3 separate regions of the Hordeum vulgare genome follow, and regions 1 and 2 are each linked to region 3. A link is a contact called in public Hi-C data. All regions are on one chromosome and are shown on one strand. Each heading gives the region's core, a stretch centred on a gene start, on an enhancer-like site or on the middle of the called end of the contact. The rest is flanking DNA. Distances are from core to core; before and after follow the strand shown. Region 1 holds the start of LOC123407522 (protein MICRORCHIDIA 1-like). Region 2 holds the start of LOC123407791 (transcription factor bHLH144-like). Region 3 holds the start of LOC123407445 (pheophytinase, chloroplastic).

Region 1 (3,614 bases), core at 577-3,076, 220 kb before region 3:
GTTTTGAGTTTAGAAGTATAGCTACCAGCTTAGACTTCAGATTAAGTTTATACATGTAAATATAACATGAAGTAAACAAAATAATAACAAGAGCAGCATATATTATTTCCAATAATAGTTCCAGCATGGTGTTTGCTTTATTATCTGTGTTTAAATAGAATTTGAAAAGAAACTGATGATCATAGGCTAGGGAAAGCGGTGGAAAGGTAAGAGCAGAGAAACTAAATTATCTCAACTAAGTTGCCACGAGAGGAGAGATATGATTGCTGGAATGGACATCTAACATTTTCAATGCATCAAAAGACAATATACAAACATGCCCATGTGCAAGGGAATTAGAAAAGAAGAGCCTATACTAGAACAACTGCTTCATGGAATTCGATGCCATCAGAGAGGATCCAAGGACCGCACATTACAGGAAAACAGCATTGCAATCAGAGTGATCATGCCCATGTCACATCAGAGTAAACCTGAGGCCGCAATAAGCTGGAGTGAAGAATATGCATCGACAGATGGTCTCACAAACATACCATAGAACATGAAACAGTGGAGCTGGGTGGGAGTAGAAATGAATCATTTTAGGATGTGCTCTGGTGAGGAATGCCATATCGAAGCATGTGGAGCTGAGTCGGGTCCCAACAACATCCATTATGCTCAGCACTTTAGCCTCGAAAGCACACAGTTGACTGAGCAGTCAGCTTAGCGCCCTCGCACTTGAGGAGTAAGCACGAAAATATGATTGTTGCGCATGGGAATCCTGTGATTTTAGATAATTGGAGATACCATATTTATCCAGCTAGCATCACAAACCGCATAGGTTATAACAGAACTATTGTCCCATCTTGCATTGCCATAGTCCAGGTTATACAAAATTATTTTATATATTCTCGAGATGATAAAGACATATCATATGTAGTCTCCGTCTATCCGATCTAAAGAGCAAAACATGTACTGATATCACATCAGTTGGTGCCACCAGCCTAGATAATACGAAGTTACTATATATCCTCTCGAGAGTCATCGAGATGATAAAGAAAAACTACGTGTACGTGCAATTCTAAGGAGCAAAGCCAGAAAGCCGATAATCATCCTACAAAACTATGAATGTACACCATCCATTTGGAACAGTTGAATAAAATCCCCTTCAACAGAGAATCACTTGATCCAACAAAATTAACATCAACATGATTTGCAGTGCAATATGCATAACCCCACCAAAGTAGTAGAGGATCATACTTCCGATTACCTGACGCCCCCATTTGCTCGAACAAGCCTATCTTCTCTTAATTTCCTTTATTTAAATGCTTGCCCCCTCAATTTGAAACAGCAATTTCACCCTTATTGAAAAAACCCAACAACCCCCGCCACTTACTCGACCACCACAAAAGCAAAATAAACAATGGAACGGAAAGGACAAGAGGAGGACGGGCACCAACCTCCGAACGCCCACTTGTGGGAGGTCGCGTTGGTGTGCAGGAACTTCGGGTGCACCCGCGCGCGGTCGAAGTCCCCTGTCTCCAGCACGTCTGCGACAATGGCCAGCAGTATCAGCAAAGTGGTCCACGTCGAAGTCGCGGAACGAAAGCATGACCAGAGGGCGAGAAGACGGACCGTAGAACTCGCGGGCGGCGGCGGAGGGGGCCTCGAACGCGCCGGCCTTCCAGAAGCTACGGCAATCGAGGGATCGAGGGCCACTGCCCATGCCGCCATCGCCGCCGGCCATTGCCGCTGGCATTGGAAGGTTAGGGTTTAGGTCGGTTCGCCGGGGAGGTTTCGCCGATGAGTCCGCCGCCCAGCCGTTGCTATGGGACGCGATGCCCTAATAAACAACTTTTTTTTTCTCTCCCTTCGAACAGCGTAAATAAAAGGCTGCGAGCCGCTAGGCGTCTGCTGGGCGCCAGCCGTCCGATTAATTTCCTCCGACCGTTAGATGGAATGTAGAGTATTTGCCCAACTCTACACACGGCATGCCCCCTCCCCCAATCCACTCAGAACCTCTTTAATTCGCAGGATTCTAAAAATATATAAGTAATAGTAGGATTGAAATGTCATACTCATCTCAATTCTACTTCCTCCGTTTCTAAATATAAGTCTTTCTAGAGGTTCAACTAACGGACTAAATACGGATGTATATAGACATACTTTAGAGTATAGATTCATTCATTTTGCTCCGTATGTAGACATCTGGTGAAATATTTTAAAAGACTTATATTTAGATATGGAGGAAGTATAAATTTTTGGCTTGTTTGATTGTATTTCACGGAGGTTTGAGTGGATGCTAGAAATGCTATGAAAGTACGTAGTACCTAAAATTTTTTTTAGAAAAACTTACAGGATTCAATTATATGAATCAAACAACCAACATACAAAAAGGTCCCAAGGATTCTAATCGTTTAAAATTCCTATGATAATCCTTTGACCAAAGGTGTCCTTGGTTTCAAAGAAGAAAAACCGCCCACTCTCGCTCTATTTCTACTAGCTCAACATCAATTGTGTCCGACATATACCTTACACCCAACATATTGTATATTTTGGTAAGATTTGATTTTATTTGACTATGGATAAGGGAAGATAATGGAAGTTCTGATATAGTAGAGATTTTGATAAGATTTAATTTGATTTGGATATGTGCAGGGAAGACAAGAACAGAAATTATTTTAATTAAGGTATTAACAAGATTTGATTTGATTGAACTAATGCATTACATGGTTTCAATAAAGATTTGGTCGAGTTAATGCATCACATGTATTTCAGTAAGACAAAAAAGAAAAGTACCTATTTAATCTAGATCTTTCCCTGATAATAAAGCAGCTACTGCTTCTGCCGTACGTCGCAGCGTTTTTTCAAAAAAGCCCTTGGTCTTTTAGTTAATTAACCCGCGGTCCTCCAAATAAGTCAATGAACCGGTGCGTGCGAGAGAAAAGAATCCACCCGTGCCTCCCGATCCCATCTCCAGCCCGCCGCCACCTCCGACCACGCCCGACCCCACCCCGCCTCACAGCGCCCCGCCGCCACCTACCCCGCCAGCGCTCGCGACCTTCCACCGTCGGTGCGTTCCTGCCATGCCATGTCCCTCCCCGCCTCACCACGCGCCACCACCGCCTGCCCCGTTGGCGCGCCTACCCCTATCTCCGGATCAAGTTGGGTCAAAGAGCGGGGAGACTTTTGTTGCAAATCTGTGCGGCAGCGGCTGGGCTCGCCGGCGGCAAGGCGGAGAAGGAGCGCGACAGCAGGGTGGCTTGAGGCTCGTGGTGGACCGGATCCAACAAGGGAAAGGTCAGATTCGTCGGCTGGCGGCGCCGGCAAGGGGTTCAACAACGGCCAGAGGCAGTGGCGGATTGCTCACATATCTTGCTCCCAATTCCTCTGTTTATAGGGAAAAAAGTAGTATGCCTGACCACGGTAGAATTTAGTACGTGCTCTCCCCTCAGTTTCATCTTACTTTTTGTTTTTCAATTGCAGTGTGTTGCTTCACACCCTGAGACCAGGATCCCGTTCTTGAATGGTACTGAGCGCGACTGTTTCTATGTTAAGTCTTAAATATTTTCGTTGTTTATTGTTGAAAATCTTTCCTCATCTGTTCTGACCTTACCAAATAAGTAAATCTTAATTAG
Region 2 (3,690 bases), core at 156-2,655, 220 kb after region 3:
GGCGTTGGAGCGAGTCGGCAAGCCAATGCCGGACGGACGACATGGCGGTCTTCGGCCCCCGTCGTGACGCGAACGCTCGATCGGGGGCCGGGCGCATCATGGCATTTGACGGCGATGATGGCCTCCACGGCGCGGCGCGCCTCCCCCGACACGAGAGCGCCTACGGCGTGGAGTGTGCGCCCTGGACGTGGTCTAGGGCGGGTCCCCGCCTTTCAGCGGGAGTAGTACGTACGTAGTAGGAGGAGAGGAGGAGAGGGCGGTCGAGCTGCGTCGCGATGCAACGAGGCAGGGCAGGGCAGGGCAGGGCAGGGCGTTTGATGGCCTATAATGGCGGTTGCATCGGGCCGTTCCCCTGCGCCGCTACACCATCACTGCCAGCGGCTGCCTCCGGTGGCGCCCATGATTCTCCGGTCGCACGGGCCTCCGCACACACCAATCAGGCGGCGCGGGCCGAGTGACGCCCCGGTGACGCCAGTGCCATATGTCGCATGGCTATCATGCTCTACCGGGCATGTGTGTCGATCACCCGTTTGCTACGCCCCATTTTTCTACTACCGAAATTCCCTACGCTACCAAGCAATGGAATTTACTTGGATTTGAACTAGCAGCAGCAGCAGTGTGTCACGACTTTTGTAATGAATGAACGGAAGCAAAACCAGAAGGAAATCGCAATTGGCAAAGCAGGGCGGGGGCGAGGCGAGTGTAATCCACTAGGAGACAGCACGTGAAGTAGTATCTCGATGAGTAATCTCGCATGTCCGGTGGTCCATCGGGGCAAGCCCCGCTGCCAGTACTCCTTGGCCATGATGGCTGTCCCCCCGGCCGCCCCGGCGCGCCGCCATGACTATCCCGCCCCGCCCCGCCCCGCCGGCGCCTACCCTACCACCACCGGGGGGACGGGACGCGGCCCTAGCCAGCATCGATCGATGGCCGCGGCGGGCACGCCGACGGCGCCCGCCCCCTCCGCCGCCCGATCCCGATCCGACGGCGCGCCACCCGTTCGTGCATGCACTCAATGGCGGGCGCGTGCGTGCGTGCGTGCATGCGGCTCGGCTTGCTTCGTGCTTGGATTGCCCTGCCACGATGCCCACCTCCATTGACCGACCGGGGCCTCTCCTCCTCTCTCTCAACCGCCGTGCGGTGGCCTTACTACTGTCACAGACTTGCGGGCCGCCCCTCTCCCCCGGGCCCGCGCGTCATGGTGCAAACGGCGTGGGCCGCGGGGCGGTCCGAGGGCTCGGGCGCGGTGGGAAGCGGCACGCGCACCCACAGCGAGCACGAACCCATCGAGTGCGCACGCCACCTCATTAATTTCGTTCCCTCTCTCCCCCCGCCCCCGCCCCCGCCCCCATTCATTCATTCGTTTCCATCACTGCTCGCCATCCTCCTCCTCCCCCTTCCTCTCTGTACTGGACGTATGTATCTACTCAAAAGGAGTGCAAGGCAAAAAAGAATCAATACAGAGAGGGAGACGGAGAGAGGCTTCAACCCACGCACGCACGCACCAATCCGAGCATCCAACGCCCCCCGCTCCCGCTTCATCGTCCCTTGTATAAAACCCCGCGCCTTCCACCCATCCACCCATCCATCCACCCGCTCTGTTCTTCCTGCTGTGCTCTCCACCATCCACCCAGATCATCCATACCATACGCACCTCGTCCACTGACTGGTAACCACGCAAGCCATCGCCATTACTACATCTCTCGCTCGCCTGCTCTGCTGCGCAGTGCCTTGACCTGATGCCGTCTCCGTTTGATGATGCAGAGTAGGATGCCGTGGGTGTTCTCCCATGTCGTCGTCCTCTGATCATCATCGCCGCCGCTCCGCCGATAGGCAGCGCTCCGGGAGGACATGCGAGCTGGGTTCAACGGGCCTGACGCGATCGTTATGACAAGTGGCGCCGTCGCGTGTTACTACAGATTGACGCAGGTCTGCCAGGTGAGGACAGAGCCTCCCGCACCGAAAAACTAGTAAGCTGCTGCTGCTACAATGTTCTTCTTTCTGCTACTACTCCTGCTACTTGTTTAGCTTCAGATTAATTCTTCCTGCTGGTTTCTTCCTAGCTTTTGAGCATCAGTAGTGGGAGCGGGAATCATGATGCATCATCTCATCTTCTAGTATAGTTGTAGATAAGCAGCAACTTTCCTCTCATTGGTGCTGTCCGTTAGTGTTTGATACGAAAGGAAAGGAAATGCCGGCCCGAATGCTGTTGCATGCAGACAGCAAAGCTTGCGATCGGGGCCCGCCCGCGTTTTGACGGAACTCGACGTCCACGGGCGTGTTGACAAAGTGGCTTGTTAGTGGTCAAAAGAAAAAGACATGGCGTTTTCAAGCACTGTCTTTTTGTTTTGCTTTTTTCTTTTGTTGGTCGACAAAAGATGGGAGCTGCAGGCTTGCAGCTACTAGTAGTACTACACCGCTGCTTTGGTTTTGTATTCTCTGCCTCACACAGGGGAGCATGTTCGTGCGCTTGTTCGCTTGCTAGCGTACTACCAGTACTCCTTGACATATATACATAGTTAAAATAAAACAGTTAGCAGTACTAGATCGTAAGGTACTACATGAAATATAAAACAGTTCGTTTGATTCATAATGCCAGTTGACACGCCAGTGAATCCTAATTTCGCATTACAGTACGCTCTGTAGTTACATTTTTCGGATTGTATGGAAAAAAGACAGCACATTCTGTAGTTCCTCTGGTTCCAGTATCGTAGTTTCGTACTGAAACAGTAGCCATAGTTCATGTAAGTTCAGATTTATCCAGTAATAACAAGTTGCAAGTATCGGCAAACAGAATTAGATACCCACATTGCTGGTACTATTAGGGCATTTCCCTTGGAGAATCGAGTGGGATGGCTGGCCTGTGCTATGTTTTAGTGTACTACAGTACGCTTTGTACAACCATGATCATTACTTGCAGCCAAGTACCCTTTGCTTTTTACGAGTGCTATATGCTAGTCGCCTACTCTGTTCTGTTCGTGCATGTATGCATTCATGTTCAGTCTCTCTCAAAGACTAGTCGCTGCCACGCTCTGCTCTCATCTTGCTCTGTTCTCACGCTGGGCAATCTCGCCACGCTTCAGAACAAGTAGATGCATCATAAGTCATGGTCATACATTGCATGCACTTCCATCATACTACTACTCATGTTTGCGCTTCCATTTCTTTTGTAACTTATGTTTGACTGTCTGATCGTGATCGTTCACTAACGTATCTTGCCACTGCCTTCCTGCTTGCAGGCCGAATACTTCCGCCAGCTGCTCAAGCCCGTGACGTAGATTCCACCACAGAATCCACCACATCGACCAGACACTCCATCCAAAATAGCCTTAAACTAACCGAATCAATTTTGAATTGAACCTGAGAAAGTCCAGCTCCAGCTAACCCGAACCACCATTGAATTCTTCTTGTTCGTTTTCCTTCCCTTCGAAAGCAACACCTGTCATTTCCCTTGAATTCTCCACCAAACCCATCCATCCACAAAGACATCTGTAGGAGTTGATCGAGCAGCTAGCAGCAGCAAGTGAAGTGATGCAGGGAGATCCAGGCTACGGGTACGGTGGCTACGGCGCCGGCTACGGGTATGGTTACGGCGGTGGCTACGGTGCCGGCTATGACATGGCCGGGTACGGCAACGGAGCCGGAGGAGGTTACTACACCAACGACCGGTACCCCGCGGCGGCGCCGCCT
Region 3 (3,604 bases), core at 72-2,571:
GCCCCGATGGCAGCCATGCCTCCCCCGTTACTCCATTCTCTCCTCACATCGCATATACGGTAGCGCTTTGCGAAGCCCTGCCGGGATTTCTCCACCACGCCGTCATGCTGGTTGAGATCCATCTACTTCTCTTCCTTCGCTTGTTGGATCAAGAAGGAGGGGATGTCATCAAGTCGCACGTGTGCTGAACACGGAGGTGTCGTCCGTTCGGTGCTGGATCAGATTGGATCGCGATTGGGTCATGAAGAGTACGACTACATCTACCACGTTATATACACTTGCGCTTAATGGTTTATGAGTGTAAGTAGACACACTCTGTCCTCTCATTATTATGCATCTCCATAGATAGATCTTGGGTATTTCGTATGAAACTTTTGTTTCCCATGCAACGTTTTCCAACATCCTCCCAGCGACGGCGTGTGATGAGTTCGGGGTCGAAGGATCTGGAGGTGTAGTACTCAAATACGCTGCCCACCATGCTAGCGAAGGTCGGAGTTTGCCGGACGGGAGGTTGGGTGGCGGAGTGGAGTGGAGTGACTTGGGTTTCCAGAAATGGATGGGGTCGAATATACGGGTCGGGTGGGTTAGTGTGGGCCGGGTCCGGCGAGACGGATACACTTGAGCCTGTGTATTTCCGTCACATATTTAAACCGGATATGAAGGGTATCGGTGAGTCCACACGTTTGAAATCGGTTTGACACGTTAATATGGATTGTTTTTTTTTGACCGGGGTGTTCGCACAGGCGTATGAGTGGGATTTGAGGTGTCCGAGTTGTAGATGCTCTAAGGCCTCCTTTGTCTTGGAGGGATTTTATAGAAATTTCATAGGATATAATTTTTATAGAAAAAAATTGTTTAGAGCCCTTTGGTTGGTAGGAATAGAATCATATTACTACGAAGAAATTCTTTCTATCCTCCACATTTCATAGAAAAATAAACATTAGGTTAGACTCAATGAAAAACATTCTATGATGTAAACCACAAAATATCTTCTTTCCTAATCCTGTTTAAAGAATTTGAGATACATGCATTTCATTTTCTTTGAATTTTTTTCATTTATTCTCCTACACTATGAACCAATTCAAAGGAGGCTTAAGATTTTTTTTTTGGGGATACTCGGTATTTCAGATGTCGGAGATACTAGTATTGACCGTGGAATCATCTGTGTGGCTGTGAATGACCTGTGCAGAACACGTGCACGACTATGCGCGGCAATACAGGTGGCTCCACCCCGAGCCGTCCACCAGATATTCCGATGGGTTGGTGGGGTGTCTCCGTGGAGAACGGGAAGAACGAGTGGTCGAGGGAAAAGCCATGAGCTCGATGTGGAGAGGTGGAAGAAGACAAGCGGAGGTAGGAGTTACCCGGACGCAAAATGAGTTCGGTAGGAGTGATCTGAACGCAAGAAGTCGATGGTGCACCGAGGCCTTCCAGATCAAAACCACCCCCCTCGTTCCTCGCCACTTACTAGTAGTAGTACATCTGTTCCGTCCTCCGCCGAACAAGCCTCGGGCACCGAAGTACGCCACCTAGAACTGGAAGGTGTTCTTCCTCCTCCTCCGCTCTACTGTGCTGCCGTGGCGTGGAGATCCAACCGGAGCTGGGCCGACTCCTTTTGCTGGTGACGAACCCTAACTTGCTCCAGCTGTCGATTCCGAGTTCTTTTTTCTGGTCTTTTCTTTTTCACGTGAGCAACCCTGTCCAAGTCTGACGTTAGGTCCGCCCCTGCTTGTTCCTAGTACAGTACCATTTTCGTGCAAAGAAAATGGTGCCAATCTGGTGCGATTCATCCTGCTTTCTTTGTCTGAAATAAGTTGCGTACAGTTGGTCATTCGTCAGGGTCGGATTCAGTTAACTGCTGAACCTAAGTGTTGTTTCGGAACCTTGTTTACAAAATTCCTCCAAACCAAAGAAGGCCTTAGCTTAATCCCACTGGATCTCTTTTTCAAAATAAATAAATCAACTTCACTGGATCTCTCATATATGCCAGCAAAAGTATTAGCTTTCATTTCTCCGACTATATAGACTGTGGAATTCTTCATTCCGGAGCAACTTTGTAAATTTTGTTCGCTACTCTGTTGCAGAACCAGTGTGCTAGCTACGGAAGCGGCCATGGAAGTGGTTTCTTCCAGCCACTCTTGCTTGGCATTTCATCAAACACCTAGCAGTGCTCGGAGGTTCCTGGGCACTGGCCTTGGTCCGCGGCATACCAATCTTACCCGGCCAAAGAAAAGCGCAGTGCTCTGTGTTGGGAGAGCTTCAAATCCAGGTGATTCAGGAAAGCTTCATGTCAGCCGCAGCTTCGATGTAAGCGATGTCGATGCTGCCCTCCAGGGCATCTCCAAGAAGGTAGGCCAGATCGAAAAAGTGGCGATTCCTGGTCTGCCAGAAGGGCCAGACAGTTCCCAAATCAGCACTGGTATGTGGGAGTGGAGGCCGAAGCTGACGGTATACTACGAGAAGTCTGGCACCAAGAATAGCAAGGCGCCAGCGGTGCTTTTTCTACCAGGTTTTGGAGTGGGCACCTTCCATTTTGAGAAGCAATTGATGGATCTTGGACGTGATTACAAGGTGTGGACAATGGATTTTCTAGGACAGGGAATGTCATTGCCGTCGGAAGACCCTGCTCCTAAGGCCACGGCAGGGGCGGATGATGAGGAATCGTATTGGGGTTTTGGACAAGATTCGCAACCATGGGCAGATGAATTGGTGTACTCTGTAGACTTGTGGCGTGACCAGGTCCAGCATTTCATTGAGGAGGTACCATTTTGGAATATCTGTTGTTTAATCCAGTATTCTTTTTGCTAATATGTCTTTCACGTTAACAAATCTTCCTGTGCTTTGCACTCTCCGGTAGTCCTGCAATAATTAGCAAGTTTTTTTTAGAGAGCAAGTTAGCTATTTTACTTTCATCACGAGTGCTTGTTGTTAGATCACCAAGTGGTAGCAGATACCAAGAATGGAGTTCCACAACAATTTAATTATGTACGTATTTTCTTAGTACTATACATCTATACATAGACTTGTGGAAACGTTGTTATGGTGAGCTGGTCAAGAATCCCAAATATCATGTATATTCAAACTCGTCATAGTTGCATAATTGAGTTCTTGCTTACTCGCGAATCTCCCAGTTGAAACACTATGTGATCATCTTCTTTGATGCTTGATGGCTGTGTGCATCGCAATGATGCACAGGCTGGGGGTCACCCTCCTTTTCAAAAAAAAGAAAATTTTCTTTGGTGCTCACTAATTCTTAATGAAAGAAAAATGATGTATCGTTAACACATCTTGTTTGGTGAATGTTTCTTGGTTTTTGGTCATACGACTAAGAAAATTCCTGGGAATATAACTGATCTATGTGTTAGAGGTTCAACTTTGCTGGTTATAATTGTTGACGTGTCTCCCAGGACTGTTATGTCAATCATACATTTTTTGTTTTGTTTTCATACTACTTAGAATCTTCCTATTCACAACCAGTTCAGTGACATATATCTTTAACTGTTGGATTGATGTCTCATTTTTCTTATTCTAAGTTTATAACCTCTTGCAGGTTATCGGTGAACCAGTTTATATTGTTGGAAACTCTCTTGGAGGTTTTGTTGCT

The links. A called contact is a pair of places that touch in the nucleus more often than the background predicts.
Region 1: a Hi-C map of seedling shows a contact between it and region 3, with 4 times the contacts expected there. The contact joins the promoter of LOC123407522 here to the promoter of LOC123407445 in region 3. A contact is called at or near these places in 2 of 6 Hi-C or Micro-C datasets (seedling and an unstated tissue) and 1 of 1 datasets of contacts at active chromatin or transcription factors (embryo).
Region 2: a Hi-C map of seedling shows a contact between it and region 3, with 1.8 times the contacts expected there. The contact joins the promoter of LOC123407791 here to the promoter of LOC123407445 in region 3. A contact is called at or near these places in 3 of 6 Hi-C or Micro-C datasets (leaf and seedling) and 1 of 1 datasets of contacts at active chromatin or transcription factors (embryo).

The regions. Positions count from the first base shown.
Region 1 is chr7H:484,165,867-484,169,480 of MorexV3_pseudomolecules_assembly, forward strand. It overlaps LOC123407522 (protein MICRORCHIDIA 1-like), which reads right to left and starts at 1,827. Exons shown (of 21, transcript XR_006612626.1): 1 at 1,612-1,827; 2 at 1,437-1,526.
Region 2 is chr7H:484,600,198-484,603,887 of MorexV3_pseudomolecules_assembly, forward strand. It overlaps LOC123407791 (transcription factor bHLH144-like), which reads left to right and starts at 1,406. Exons shown (of 3, transcript XM_045101010.1): 1 at 1,406-1,669; 2 at 1,765-1,938; 3 at 3,240-3,690. The coding sequence starts at 3,532.
Region 3 is chr7H:484,381,628-484,385,231 of MorexV3_pseudomolecules_assembly, forward strand. It overlaps LOC123407445 (pheophytinase, chloroplastic), which reads left to right and starts at 1,322. Exons shown (of 6, transcript XM_045100582.1): 1 at 1,322-1,621; 2 at 2,085-2,760; 3 at 3,551-3,604. The coding sequence starts at 2,113.